5 separate regions of the Mus musculus genome follow, and all the other regions are linked to region 5. A link is a contact called in public ChIA-PET, HiChIP or PLAC-seq and Micro-C data. All regions are on one chromosome and are shown on one strand. Each heading gives the region's core, a stretch centred on a gene start, on an enhancer-like site or on the middle of the called end of the contact. The rest is flanking DNA. Distances are from core to core; before and after follow the strand shown.

Region 1 (2,700 bases), core at 168-2,667, 620 kb after region 5:
TACTAGTATGTGAAAAATTGTCTAGCACAGTGTTCTGTGAGTAACAAATATCTAGAAAATTTGAGTTTCTTTTGGGTAATTAGGAAAGCAGGTTCAATTAGGTACAAACAAATCATATAAAATGGAAGCTATATTAGTGAATAAATAATTTCTAATCAAAAGAATTCTGTGCCAGCAGAATTCTAGATTGAGTTAGAAAGCTTAGATTCCTGCCTTTGTTACTAATGTGATTTTGGAAAAGGGAAATGAGATTGAGATCTGACAGGTACTAGCCACAAAGACAGCAGCAGCTAACATTTAAGAACACTAACTATGCAGTTCCAGACTAACCCTTTTGTATGGATTATCTAATTTAATAAAATGTAGGAGATAAAAGTACTATTTTTTAAAGACTTAAATTACATTCAAAGACAATAGGTAACAGCTTATCTGAAGTCACAGAAAATCAGGGTCTGAATACAGGCAGGCTGACTCCAGAGCCTACATGATTAGTCTTTAAGGTACAAAGACTCTTTTTTCTAAAAATGGACATCAAGGGAAGGATTAAGACTAAGTTCTCCTGACTCCAAAAATTTATCATCACGAATCTTGGGTGTTTCTCAGCAGAGGACAAACTCTCAACAGTATTAGCAACTACCAGGGAAGATAAGGTTATAAACTCTAAAACAAAGTATCCTTAGCAGATGCTTTCTTCTCCCAAAGATGCCAGATTCTCACCAGATAACCTTCAGCTTCCCCTTCCAGCTCCTCCCCGGACTCATTCAGGATTGCAGGCGCTACACCGAAGAATGGGAAAGACTGAAAGCAAATGAGAGGCGCAATCCAAGAAGGAAAAATGAGGCAACTCTGTCTCAGCTTCACACAGAGCCCCAGAGCCCCAAATTCCTCCCAGCTCTCAGGCCAGAACCCTACTCTAATAGGCTAACACCCCCACATCCTATCCCTGCCAAGCCTAGGACCAGAAGAAGCACTTTACTCACAGCAGAACCAGGTTTCATGGGTGTGGCGCCAGGGAGAGGGGTCAGCATATGGCCACCCTGTGGAAGTCAGAGGTCAGGAATTGAATCTCTTTTCCTACACTGTCCCTAATCCCTAGCCTCCTGAATCCCTTACTCACTGTTTCTGTTTGCCAGAAGGTGTCTACAATGGGGCAGCGCTGGGAACCTACTACCCGGTGGTACCATAGCCAGGCTTCAGGGTTGATGGGTTCACCTACTGTGCCCAGCACCTGCAGGGATGCCCGGCTATGCCTTGAGCAGGAGAGTGGAAGAGAGGAAAATTCTGAGAACCACTAGGAGCCAAAATGCACATGCAGTCAGAGTTCCTTTGCCCCTCCCCTATCCCAGGAAGTTGGGACAATAGAAGAAAACATCACAAAGGACCGTGCTCAGCTCTGAAGGACACCTATGGGACAACAGATGGGGAAGGGTCTTACTTGGTGACAGGATCATCTCCAAACTTCATGAGCATCCGGATGGCTGTTGGTGCCGTGTAGAACTTGGTCACCTTGTATTTGTCCACAATGCTCCACAAGCGCCCTTCATCTGGGTATGTGGGGATCCCCTCAAACTGACCCGAATGAGATCTGGTTATTTTGGGCTCTTCCCAATAGTCTTTCCATTCCCTACCACTCCCTCACGTTCAGGATTCACCCTTTATGACCAACTGTATCTTTACCCTCTGACCACACAAGTCAAGAAACATCGTAGTAGGATACACAACCCCTCAAAATTCCTCTTTCTCCAGGAAGTGGGTTCCTGTATAAGTTTCCCTTCTTTAGACTAAGAAGCTTTGGGAAATGGTCACCCAGGAGAATTTTGTCTATGCCCAGCTCCCATCTCACCAAAACACTAGTGGCACCATTAGCCAGTGGCCCATAGGTGACATAGGAATGACCAGTGATCCAGCCGATGTCTGCTGTGCACCAGAACACATCTTCCGGGTGGAAATCAAACACATACTTGAAAGTTGTAGCCACATAGAGCATATAGCCTCCAATTGTGTGCACCACACCCTGTGGGGAGAATGGGGCCTCAGGCTGGGGTTGTGTGTCCTCCTCTACTGACCAACAAATAGAGCCTGCACAGAGCTGGAAAAAGATCCTTCTTAAAGATTTTAATTTTTCCAATGCCCTTTCACAGCATCTGTCTCGCTTCAATCTCCTTTACCACACCCTGATGTCACATAAGTATACTGAGCACTCACATTCTTAGGTTGTGTATCTGAGTCACCCATTATCACTCGAATTCCCAGTACTCATTCTACTGTTTCTGTTGGTCACTCCAAGCTTCCTTGGAGACTCGCTTCTCACCTTTACATACACACATGCACACACACACACACACACACACTTGCCTTAGGTTTGCCTGTGGAGCCACTGGTGTACAAGATGAAGAGTGGGTCCTCAGCATCACACCACTCAGGCTCACACTCGTCTCCTGCCTGCTGCATGAGTTCATGCCACCATAAGTCAACCCCTTCGTTCCAGCAGATCTGGGGGAAGACAGGAATGGGCAGGGAAGAACTGTGAGGCAGGGACAGCCTACCTGGTACCTGGAGGTTAAGGCCCTACATGTAGGGGTAAAGGAAAGGGAGGGGCCTTCATGGGTACAATGGGGCAGAGAGAACTGATCACTCTGCCATTCTCGCTCTTCCTCTACCCCAGACTCCTGCTTACCTGGCTTACTCTGAAGAATGCCA
Region 2 (2,700 bases), core at 56-2,555, 800 kb after region 5:
CCTCAACCTGGGAAGGACTCCAGATCTACTTACTTGGAAAGTAAGAGACATCCTTCTGTCACTCTGGAAGCAGCCTCAGGAAACAGCATAAGCTCTGCATCACTAATGCCAGGGAAGGGTCTGGTTCTCCCAGCTGACAGCTCTGATGGGAGGCCCACAGAGGGAACTCCCAACTCCCTCTCAACAACATCTGCCCTGGAGACACCTGGAGGCAGGCAACTAGTGACTCACCTTTCTGTGGTCAAAACAGCTGGGAGACGGCCATTTATTGGGTTTTGAAGTAGAAAGAAGGCAGAGGAGGTCAGGGCCTTGTAAGAGACCCAATTTTCAGAGACCTCCTGGGAAAATGTCCAGGATCATGAAGACTGAAGCATCCCATCAAATTGTGGTTGGTGCTGAACCCAAGATAGGGTCCTCAGTAGATGTATGTAAGCATGTAGCTTATACTTCAGCTAAGGAATCTACCACTTAGTGAGTGTGATTCTAATTGGCTGAGATCTCCAGTAAACTACGTCTCTCTGAGTCTCAGTTTCCTCTTCCGTGAAGTGGGGCTTAAGACCCTCAATATTTGTAGGCTGAAAATGACATCAACTCAGGCTCTGCACACATGTCAGGGATTAGAAGGATGTTATTATGTTAGGGGGCGGAGCCTGAAGACAGAGGGGATCCGCTACCATCTGGTAGTGTCTCCAGGACCTGGAGTCTGAAGCTCCATCTACTTACCGCCCTCTCAACTTAAATCGAGCTTTGCTGTCCTACCCTCTCTCAGGTCACAAGGAAAAAACAAATGAGAGGCCTGACCCCAGTCCCTAGATTAGCCCAGGAAACCGCCGAGTCCCTTCGGATCCCGCTTGTCTTTCAGCGTCTCTTCAACCCTCGGCCGGCTGGGCACGACATAGCGCCCACCGGGTCACCAGAGGACAAGCACCCATGCAAGCCTGGAAGGCGGGGCTGGCCTTGGTGACGTCTCAATGTCATATGCAAATAAAGCAACGTCATGGCCTACCGGCTTGGAGCAACCAATAGGGAGCCAAGAACGCAGCTCCGGCTGCCGCCGGCGGAGACAGACAAAGAACGGGAGAGGGGGGCGCAGGGCGTGTCCTGGGGGTGCCCGGAGCCCCCAGCCCGGAGGTCGGGACTCACCTGGGGCCGCTGCAGCAACCGCTGCGCTGAGGTAGTTGTGCGGCCGGGCGTCCCCGGGTCGCCGGTGCTCACAACTGGAGCCGCATACCGGGGACGGGCCGAGAGACGGCGGGGCTCCCGAACGGACGCCCGGAGCTGCTGCGGCCGCTGCGCCCGGGCTCAGGGCACAAATCCGAACGCTTCAACAGCTGATTGTGACGTCACAAAGGGGCCCGCCCGCTCGCGTCAGCGGCCGTCGGGACGGCAGCCAATCACAGGCGCCGAATGCTCTTTCCCCGCCCCTCCGCGGTTTGCCAGCGGGTGGCTGTAGCCCGGGAGCTGCTCTCGGAGCCTCTGTCTGAGTGGAGGTGACGGCCCGAATTCCCTGCCCCCAGTTACCCACAGACCTCACACTGAAAGCGACCCCCCAATTCTTCCTCAAGAATCCCACCTCGCTGCTTTTTCCGCACACATCCCTGCTCCCTCACTTGCCCCAGAGCTCCGCACATCCCTTCTCCTGCATCTTAGGTGCAGGACACCCACCCCACCCACCCCCGCCGCGCTCCATCTGTAAGTCCCTTTTACCCTCCTTGTCCTTTTACCCCACTTCTCTACACTGCCCTACTTGCCTGCTCTCCCTCCTCTATGTTTTTTGTTTTCCCCGCTCCTTTTTACGGTGGGCTTGAGCGGACCTTGCCCCTTCCGCGGTTACAAAGGAGCACCTGCGAGTGTTAGAGAATTGATGGGGCTGACAGGAAATCTGGCCAGCGTAGGACTTGGAAAGAAATTGCTCTAAGCTGAATAAACATTGACCTGGAGACAGCTCGGCTTAGAACGTTTACATACCTTATTTAGTCCACGTTGCTACCGGAACAGGTCAGGGGGGAAAGAGTGACAGACAGGGCAGGGATTGTTAGTCCTGATTTACATGTGGAGAAACTGAGATTACATGTACCTGCCTTTCATCTCACCACTTGGTAGATAGAAATGGGTTCAAGAGTTTGAAAGGCAGCTTGAGCTACAGGAGACTCCGAGGGAGGGGAGGGAAAGAAGAAGGGGCACCTACGGTTGCTTCTTCCAGACTGCCAGCTGACACTGAACACTTACCATATGCCAAGCACTGTGCTGCCTTTTAATCTTTACAATAAACCCAAAAGGTAGGTAGCATCCTCCTTTTACAGTTAAAGAAACAGACCAGGAGAATCTAAGCAACTTTCCGAGGTAATTAAGGAATAGTCCTTGGCAGAGCCAGGAGTTTAACTCACAGGTACTAGCCTTGACTCTGATCACACCCTACACCAGAGGGACTGAACTCCAGGGTTCTAAAGGGAAACCTGGCTTCCAGTCCTGTGTCTCAACCTGTGTGATTTCAAGTTAAATCCTTACTATTCTGGGCCTTAGTTTATCTGTCACGCTGCCATGGATATTCACATTTAGAACTGACAGGGTTTTCCAGACCCGTCATCCTCCAAGACTCTGCCAGGTTTGTGCTCCAGGCCCCAGCTCTTGCAATGGCCTGTGAAATACTTAGGGGATTTCCATGGCTAGAGCGTCTGGGTCTCTGGAACAGAGTTGGGA
Region 3 (2,700 bases), core at 114-2,613, 940 kb before region 5:
TTCAAAGTAAACAAAAATTTTTTAACTTTTCAGTTTTTACCAATTTATAAATATTTTTTTTATTTGAAGACTGCTTTTGTTTTTAGGTCATGGGCCATTTTCTCATATGTTTGATGGAAGGTTTATCCCACGGGCTCGCCCAGAGAAAAAGTGGAAGGTATGTATTGATGTGTCGCAAAGTCCATAGAAAGAAGTAGTATTTTATCTAGTTATTCAACTAAGATCTGTTTCCTTCTGTGTGTTGTAGCATCCTTCCCTGGGACAGCATTCAGGGTGCTTCTGTTCATGGGTCTGTGTTTCAGCCCTCACAGTAGCCTGTGGAGAAAGGACCTTATCTTCTGTTCAGAGCCCTCAGAAGCATAGAGATGTGCCTGACTTCACAGGGTCATGGAGTGGTGGACCAGCCCTGGAGAGCCAGCTCCCCTCTTTCAATGCAGTGTCCGTTCTACTCTGTCAGATTACTGTAGACTTTGTTTTCTTTTAAAGATTTATTTATTTGTTCATTCATTTGTTATATATACAATATTCTGCCTGCAGAATCAGAACTCTTAGGCATCAGCTCTCATTTTAGATCGTTATGAGCCACCACGTGGCTGCTGGGAATTGAACTCAGGACCTCTAGAGGAGTAGACACTACTCTTAAACTCTGAGCCATCTCGGCAACCCCTAGGGTTTGTTTTTAAAGCCCAGCTTCAGCTTTCATTTTGGTAATAGCCGTGAACTTAAGTATCGTCGGTCTCAGTAACTGAGCGTTTGTTTTAACACGGGGTCTTCCTATATAGTTCAGGGTGACTTTGTCCTCTGTTCTGCCTCAGCCTCCCCAATGCTGAGCGTATGGTACACCCTCACTTCAGGCTTTAAGCGAACCCTTTATAATTACACATTTACTGGAGATGAACCTGTACATTTTGAAGCAGTTTCTGAGAAATGAGATTGGCTTCCCAGTTTCTACTACCCTTGGCATAGAAAAGCGCAGGGACGCAAGACGAAAGCTCCTTACACGCCAAGCCCTTTGTTCTCTGCCCTCTTTTTTTTTTTTTTTAGGTATAATTTGCATTCAATAAATTATGCAGATATATGTTGTGTTGTTTTTATTCTAGGACAAGGTCTCACTGTGGAGACCAAGCTGGCCTTGAAACTGTTGCCTGCTTCTGTTTCTGTAGAGCTAGGATTAAAGGCGTGTGCTATCTATCCATCCCTCCTGGCTGAAACTGTGCAGAGCTGATCTGAGTTTGGCAAGTGGGGATGTGGACCATTTTCATCATTTGGAAATTTCCCTTGTGTCAGGCTTGTTTTCTGTGATGCTGGCGATCAGACCCACAGCAGTGCACACACACACACACACACACACACACACACAGCTTCACCTCTCTCCTCTTAGATGTGGTATCTTGGTTTCCCTTATACTATCAAAGCTGTTGCAAATATGATTTCCTGTTGTTTGCACTTCGTGGGGGGGGGGGCTTAGGGGGGCTTCCTCTAATGTTTAACCATTTAAAAAGTTGATAAGTGGGCTAAGAGCAAAGGTTAGTGGGAGATCCCTTGACAACAATTGACTTGTTAGGTTTGCTCCCCGGCACAGTACAGTCATAAGTGAATGCTCTTTTGTGCCGTATAATGATTTTAAGATTCCTGCACGTTGATGGCTTCTTACTGCTAAGATTGTATCCTAGTGTATGAGCCACAGTTTGTCCTTGCTTCTTTGGATGAACTTCATGTTGTTTTGGATTTGAGCTACTACATCTCAGGTTGCTGTGGGTGATGCTGTATAACAGCTCTGTGGAAATATCTTCTCCTGTCTCCTGACTGAATACCTGAAGTAGAATTACTGAGTCATATGCCAGATGTTTACTTAACTGGGTTTTCCAGTGTGCTCTACTTTACCCGCTCACAAGCAGCGTGTGAAAATCCCAGATGCTAGTCCACAACCTCACCCTGTGTGAATAGATAGCTCTTGGCCCGTCCCCTCCTACTTTTCCTCCCTTTTAACACCTGCTTGCTTTTGGCCGATGAACAGTTAGGGAGTTAGTTGTCCAGGGTTTATAATTTCTTTCTCAAGCAGGACTGATCTAATAGGATCTAGGAGCTACTCTGCCGTTATTGTATGTGTGCCATGTGTGTATATTTGTCTCTCTCTCTCTGTGTGCTATATGTGTGTTTGTGTGTGCGCGTGCCTGATGTGTGTGCGCTAGGGGTCAAATACATATGTTATACATGTGATAGGTAAGTGCTGTACAACTAAGCTGTATCTCCAGCCTTTAGAAAATATATTTAGGGGCTGGTGAGATGGCTCAGTGGGTAAAAGCACCCGACTGCTCTTCCGAAGGTCCGGAGTTCAAATCCCAGCAACCACATGGTGGCTCACAGCCATCCATAATGAGATCTGACTCCCTCTTCTGGAGTGTCTGAAGACAGCTACAATGTACTTACATATAATAAAAAAATAAATAAATCTTTAAAAAAATATATATTTACTTTTTTCATTTCATACTTGACCTCATGTGGAATTAATTCTTCTATACAAATAGTACAAATACAATCTTCCCTTTATTTATAAGAATACTTTTTTTTTCTTTTAACTGTCTTATCTGCAGTTATAGCCCCAGCTTAATAAGGATAATGTTTTTGAATAGTAGTCAATCCTTTTCTCATAGATCTAAATTTATTAACACTTTCAAACTTCCCATATATAATGAATCT
Region 4 (2,700 bases), core at 192-2,691, 660 kb before region 5:
ACCCCTTGGACACTGCACCCCATCAATCTCCTACACACTCCCACAACACCATCTGCAGCCACTCCCACAGGAACTTTCTGACAACTCGCCCAGCTCCAGATACAATCCCCCGGGCCGCACACTGAGGCTGGAGTTCCCAGCAGTTCACACAAAGCGCGCAGCCTCCCCCGCGGCCCAGACGCAACGGAGCACATGGCTCATGGGGCGCCGACGAATCCGCCGGCGCTCAAGGCACCCTCACTCAACTGTCCCCCACCAGAGTCACGGTGCGAGCAACAGCTCCCCTGTCGGTCCGCCACCCGGCGCTTGGGGGTTGGGGGGGGGGGACGACTTTGCAAGGAAAAAAAAAAAACTCACGTGTCCATTTTGGGACAGGAAAAAGTTTAGTTCCCAGCCCGTTCCCTGGTACTCCGCGCAGGGTGACTCTTGGGGCGCGGGGCCGCCGGAGCGTGCGCGCTCGGCTTTGTGCTCCGAACTCGGCCCGGAGGGGGAGGGGAAAAGAGGGGGCTGGGCTCCAACCTCCGCGCCGCCCCCCCCCCCCAACTCTGCGCCTGGACTCCATGTTGGCCGCCCCCCCTACATCGGGGACGCGCACAGCCCCCGCAAGACGCTCGGCTGCCCTTCGCCTGGTCCCGGGGTCCCGGCGCGCACAAACTTTCTCCGCGTCGCCAGCCCCACGCGCCCCACAGCCTTGGCCCGCCTGGGAGTGACAGATGCCTCGGAGACAGACTTTCCTTTGTTCCAAAGGAAAGGGGAACTCGCGCGGGCTCCCAAGCCCTCTCCGTCGGAGCCCCGCCCGCGGCCCCCACCTCCAGCTGTCACTCGGCGGCCCCCGGTCCCGCTCTGTCGCCGTGCGGGAGGGGGGGGGGCTGCCGGCGGTTAGCAACGTGCACTTTTGAAACCAAACAAACCCGCTCCCCGCGCGCTCACCCCGCTGCAGGGCACCGGCTGCCCTCTCCCAGAGGAGCTTTGGGAGCTTTGGGAGCCGAGCCCTCCCTCAAGGACCCCGAACAGCGCCCCCCCCGCCAACCCCGGCATTCCGCGCCAGCGTTCCGCGGTCCCGACTCACACACACCCCCGGGGCTCACACACCCACTGTCGCACGCGCCGGGACGACGCCCCCTCCCCCGCCCCGTCGCCCCAAGAAACTTTCCAAGTTGTCCGCGCGCCTCCTCCCGCGTCTCCAGCCCCTCGGCGCCCCGCACTCACCTTCCCTGGCGGCTTTCCGGCCCACGCGGCCTCGGTGGGGTGTGGGACCACCCGGCCGGGGCGGGGGGCACCGGGGGAACGCGCCGCGTACCTGCCGGGTCTGACACCCGCCTGACAGCTCGCGGCTGGAAAGCACCTCGCGACCTGACGTCAGATCCCCTCTCCTCCCATCCCGCCTGCCGCACCCTCCCCCACCGCCCCGAGGCAGAAACAAACTTTGTGCAGAGCGTGGCCAGCTACGCCCACCCTCGGGGGCGGGCCCGCAGAGCCAGGGGGCTTCGCCCCGCCCACGCGTCGGAGGGGGCGGGCCCGCGGCACCTCCTTCCTGCGCCCACCCACCTTAGGAATGCCGCATGGCCGGGGCCCGGGGCGGAGCGGTGGGACCAGGGCTCCCGGAGTCAGCTCCAGGGCAGGAAGTGGCCCGCTCCTCCTTTCAGAGAGTGTTTCCGGAGCGCCTACTGTGTGCTCCTCCATGGGGGTGGGGGCACTACCAGGCACAAAGGGTGCCAGTCCCCGTACCTTTGTAAGTTCGCCTCCTCCTCTGGGAGCTTGCCCTTGTGGGGATGGGGAAACTGAGGCTCAGTCGGCTCAGAGTAACTCCCAGGTGCTAAAGGACCAGTTGTTTTGTCCGCTCATAAGGCAAACGGCGCGGCGAAGACCACTTGGGATAAAACCCCAAGCCTAGCGCAGATGGTCGGCCAGGGGTGAGTACAGGCTGCACCCCAGGAGCGTGAGTGAGGCAGGCACCGTGTCGCAATTTGGAGGTGGCCGCATTTACTCGCTGGTCCCTGCCTTACCACGTGTGCCAGTGTCCTTTGGCCAGGTGGGTCTGATGATAGAGCCGAGCCTTTCCCTTGGTGGCTAACCCCAGTTGGAGAGGGTGAGGCTAGGCGCTTCCAGCGGTCCAGGCTAGGGTCATTTTACCTCAAGTTTTCCTTGCGTCCAAGTTCCCTGACTGTTTGTCTGTCTCTTGCTATCTGCATAAGTGTGGCATAGCCTAACTCCAGCTAACAGGCCTTTTCTGGGTTTGTGATCATATAGGCCCAGAAACCTGAGACCCACGTGCCAGAACCAACAGCATCCGAACAGTCTTCCCTGATTGTTATTTTTTTTAATGCTGTTATCTTCTAATCATTTTACTGTTGAGTTTGGGTCTTGGGTCAGACTTAAGAGTGGCGCACCTGCTGCAGCTAAGTGACAGAGACAACAGCTGTCATTGCTGCAGCAGACTCAAGCTTTTGTTTTTCGTTGTACTGTAGTCACAAAAACTTTGGCAACCAAAGTTAAGTTTTCCTACCAGAAGGCCCTAAGCCAGTCAGGATGCCGATTAAAAGCATCTTAAGGTGGGTTTCATAGAAGCCGGACTTGCCTGGAAATCCTTGAAACCAAGATGGCCATCCAAAATCAAAAACATTGCCCAGAACCCTCTTTTTTACTGATGGTGACACCAAGTCTCAGAGAGTTGGTCACAAGCAATTTCTTAGCCAAGTC
Region 5 (2,700 bases), core at 35-2,534:
AAATTCACAGAAATCCCCCTGCTTCTGTTTTCTGAGTGCATAACTATAGACAAGCTCTACCAGGCATGCTAGAAAAGTCACCTGCCAACTGTATTACATTGCCAGCCCCAAGAAGTTTCCTGTCATCATTCCACATGCTCTTCCTACTCCTCACGAGCTTTCAGGGAGAGTCCACCTGGACATACATCCCCTGCTAAACTTGGGAATTAGTGAATATTTGCAGTCTTGGCTAGTGTCAAGCTTATCCTTGCTACTAATTATAATATTCCCCCCTTGAGGAGGAATCGGAATATATGGAGAGCTTAATTTACTTGCTCAAGGTCACATTGTTGGAGTGGCTACACCAAGCAAGGTGTGACATTTTGGACCTTTTATACCCTCAATTATTAAGCTGCTGATAGGTTTCCAGACTGGTTTGATATTTTATTTCAAAACGTTTTCTATTATGTAAAAGTGGGAGAAAAAAAAAACCTTCCAATGATCACTCAGCTTCTCTACCACAGAATTAACCACTCCCAAATACACAAAAAGCAAACCAAATAAAATCCAACAAAAATTAAACAAAAGCGGTAAATTCACACAGTCAAAATCCTAGGGAAAAGTGAGGGGACCTTTTAAAGTCACAAACCACCCCGATTCAGAGCCCGACTAAATTCAGGGGTTAGAAAGCTACACACTGCGGTTTCTTCCCAGCCCGGCCACCGCCTCCGGTTTCCAAGGGTGTTGCGAAGCTTCACTATCGAGCCCACATCTAACTGGTGACACCAAACGACAAGAAAATCGTACTTTTTATTCCCATTCCCCTGTGTACAGCTCGTTCTTGTCTGCATGCGTTTTCACCACTGGTGGGTCTGGACACGACTGTCTTAGCCCACAGCCATATGTATTATAATAGGTTGCCTTATGGCGACCTTGACAGCCATCTGTGTGGGAGGGCGGGTGTCCGGGGTGGGGGTCGGCTCTGAGAGGGGAAACCTTCACACCCAGCGAGGAGATGACACCAGCCAGGATGACAGCAACGATGCACCACTCAGCAAGGAATCCTCCCAAAGATTGACAGTCAGGGCACCAACTGTCTTTGCCCGATAGAGGACGCACCCTCGCGAGACTTGGGTGCAGCTCTGGCGGGGGAGTCCGAGAAGCCTTTCGGAATTGGGGGAAGGGAAACTGTGATCATCTGTGGCGCAATCATTGCGCGAGATTGGGCCACGGTCGCCGGGAGCCGCGGTGAGAGATCTCGCGATAGTTCGTGCTTTCCAGTCTGGAACCCGGGGCAGTTTCTCGCGAGAGCCCGTGCTTGCGGCTCCGGGAGACCCCGGGTGTTTGTGTGTGTGTATGTGTTGGTGACTGTGAGTACGGAGGAGCAGCGGCCGCCATTTCAGGGAGCTAGCCGACGCTGTCGCAGGGGTGGATCCTGAGCTGCCGAAGCCGCTGCCCTGCTCTCCGTCGCGGGCTCCTTTAATCCCATTGTTTCTTTTAGATTCGCTTGGGCCTAGACGCCCTCGGGGCCCGATATTCGGGTTGGGCGGTACCGCGGCCTGGGCCTAGTGGCTTAACAGTAGCGACAGCAGCAGCGGCGGCGGCGGCGGCAGCCGACTTCCCGTGGCGAGCACAGGCGCGCGGAAGCCCGCACAGGTACGGGGCGTCGCGGCCGGCGGGGAGTGGGTCGCCTGCCCGAGCTGGGTGCTCCGCGATGCCGAGGCTTTTCGCCGCTTTGCTCGGCGCGCAGAGGGGGAGGGGGCCTTCCCGGTACGGTGGGGTCACCTCTCCTCGGCCGTGCCCTTCATCTCGGGCAAGGACGTCGTGGGCGTTTTTTGGTAGCGGCCGGGACCTCCGTGGGGACCTCGGTCAGATAAAGATCTGTCCTTCCGAGGGCCGGGGCTGGTCGCGACCTCCCAACATGGCGCCCGTGGAACGCCGCCGTGGTACACAACCCCTCCCAGCGGAGGGAGTCTCCCTCCGCCGCTAAAATGGCAGCGCGGGTTTTGTGCGGTGAGGAAGCGCTCCGCTGCATCCTTCCTGGGGGCGCTTTTAGCCGCTCGCGGGCGGGCTTTTGAAATTCGACCTGGAGTCCTGCTCCTGTCTTAGGTACAAGGAACGTGACACTTGGCGTACCCAAGGCAGCCTTGTCTGATGGGCGTCGCACAATTTTAGCCATCGTAGCGCTTTCAAAGGAGTTTTCTCAGGCTTTGAGGATGGGAGATCAAGGGGACATTTTATCTTATTTTATTATTTAGCAGAATTGCAGGTGTACTTACAGGACTGTCTTGTTCTTCCCCAGGCGAGTAGAGAAAATGGCAGACGATATTGATATTGAAGCCATGCTTGAGGCCCCTTACAAGAAGGTGAGAAAACACGCTAGTGAGCTTTAATATATTTCTTAATTTAGCATTATTCACGAAACTACTGCTGAAATGTAAACTAACCTTCCCGGAGCCCTCTTGATTACCTTATCAGAGATGCAATACGTGTAACTTACAAAAGTAAATATATGCTATTGATGTAATAATATTGTGCAGTAGTTTCACTTCAGCGTGATGAATAAATGCCCATCTATCTCTCTTTGTAGACTTGCCTAACGATATCTCACCTCTACTCCCATGAATTCACCTTTGATTCCAGTGTGAACTGTCAATCATAAGGTAGTAATTGAGTGACTTATCGCTGTACCGTGGTCCCCTAGGTAAAATGACTCAACTA

What was found. Hi-C and Micro-C count contacts between places; a contact is called where the count stands out from the background. ChIA-PET counts read pairs in DNA pulled down with a chosen protein or histone mark. HiChIP or PLAC-seq counts read pairs in DNA pulled down with a chosen protein or histone mark.
Region 1: an RNA polymerase II ChIA-PET map of memory CD8 T cells shows a contact between it and region 5, with 25 read pairs. The contact joins the promoter of Acss2os here to the promoter of Rbm39 in region 5. A contact is called at or near these places in 1 of 39 promoter capture datasets (liver) and 3 of 115 datasets of contacts at active chromatin or transcription factors (effector CD8 T cells, memory CD8 T cells and microglia).
Region 2: an RNA polymerase II ChIA-PET map of memory CD8 T cells shows a contact between it and region 5, with 23 read pairs. The contact joins the promoter of Trp53inp2 here to the promoter of Rbm39 in region 5. A contact is called at or near these places in 2 of 115 datasets of contacts at active chromatin or transcription factors (memory CD8 T cells and thymic regulatory T cells) and 2 of 9 other capture datasets (adipose tissue and liver).
Region 3: an H3K27ac HiChIP or PLAC-seq map of regulatory T cells shows a contact between it and region 5, with 7 times the contacts expected there. The contact joins the enhancer-like site here to the promoter of Rbm39 in region 5. A contact is called at or near these places in 1 of 39 promoter capture datasets (neutrophils), 3 of 484 Hi-C or Micro-C datasets (CD4 T cells, CD8 T cells and regulatory T cells), 1 of 115 datasets of contacts at active chromatin or transcription factors (regulatory T cells) and 2 of 9 other capture datasets (adipose tissue and liver).
Region 4: a Micro-C map of embryonic stem cells shows a contact between it and region 5, with 8 times the contacts expected there. The contact joins the promoter of Tgif2 here to the promoter of Rbm39 in region 5. A contact is called at or near these places in 4 of 39 promoter capture datasets (the 3T3-L1 cell line, the HPC-7 cell line, maxillary cranial neural crest and 1 more), 2 of 484 Hi-C or Micro-C datasets (both in embryonic stem cells) and 2 of 115 datasets of contacts at active chromatin or transcription factors (embryonic stem cells and memory CD8 T cells).

Annotation. Positions count from the first base shown.
Region 1 is chr2:155,555,647-155,558,346 of GRCm38.p6, reverse strand. Acss2os (acyl-CoA synthetase short-chain family member 2, opposite strand) reads left to right here and starts at 1,417. Exons shown (of 4, transcript NR_040613.1): 1 at 1,417-1,548. Acss2 (acyl-CoA synthetase short-chain family member 2) reads right to left here. Exons shown (of 18, transcript NM_019811.3): 8 at 2,356-2,493; 9 at 1,844-2,014; 10 at 1,436-1,569; 11 at 1,118-1,250; 12 at 981-1,037; 13 at 718-798.
Region 2 is chr2:155,380,461-155,383,160 of GRCm38.p6, reverse strand. Trp53inp2 (transformation related protein 53 inducible nuclear protein 2) reads right to left here and starts at 1,305. Exons shown (of 4, transcript NM_178111.3): 1 at 1,144-1,305.
Region 3 is chr2:157,117,939-157,120,638 of GRCm38.p6, reverse strand. It overlaps Samhd1 (SAM domain and HD domain, 1), which reads left to right. Exons shown (of 16, transcript NM_018851.4): 6 at 87-157. Among named protein-coding and RNA genes, the nearest start is that of Samhd1, 16 kb to the left of the region's middle. Within about 2 kb of position 1,363, at least 24 of the 459 cell types and tissues checked have an H3K27ac peak or open chromatin away from gene starts, as enhancers often do. A contact at or near this core is called in CD8 T cells and regulatory T cells, where this site is marked.
Region 4 is chr2:156,838,748-156,841,447 of GRCm38.p6, reverse strand. It overlaps Tgif2 (TGFB-induced factor homeobox 2), which reads right to left and starts at 1,441. Exons shown (of 3, transcript NM_173396.3): 1 at 1,210-1,441. It overlaps LOC115486128, which reads left to right and starts at 200. Exons shown (of 5, transcript XM_030252280.1): 1 at 200-266; 2 at 449-1,732. The coding sequence starts at 200.
Region 5 is chr2:156,178,822-156,181,521 of GRCm38.p6, reverse strand. Rbm39 (RNA binding motif protein 39) reads left to right here and starts at 1,284. Exons shown (of 17, transcript NM_001291114.1): 1 at 1,284-1,635; 2 at 2,282-2,345. The coding sequence starts at 2,295.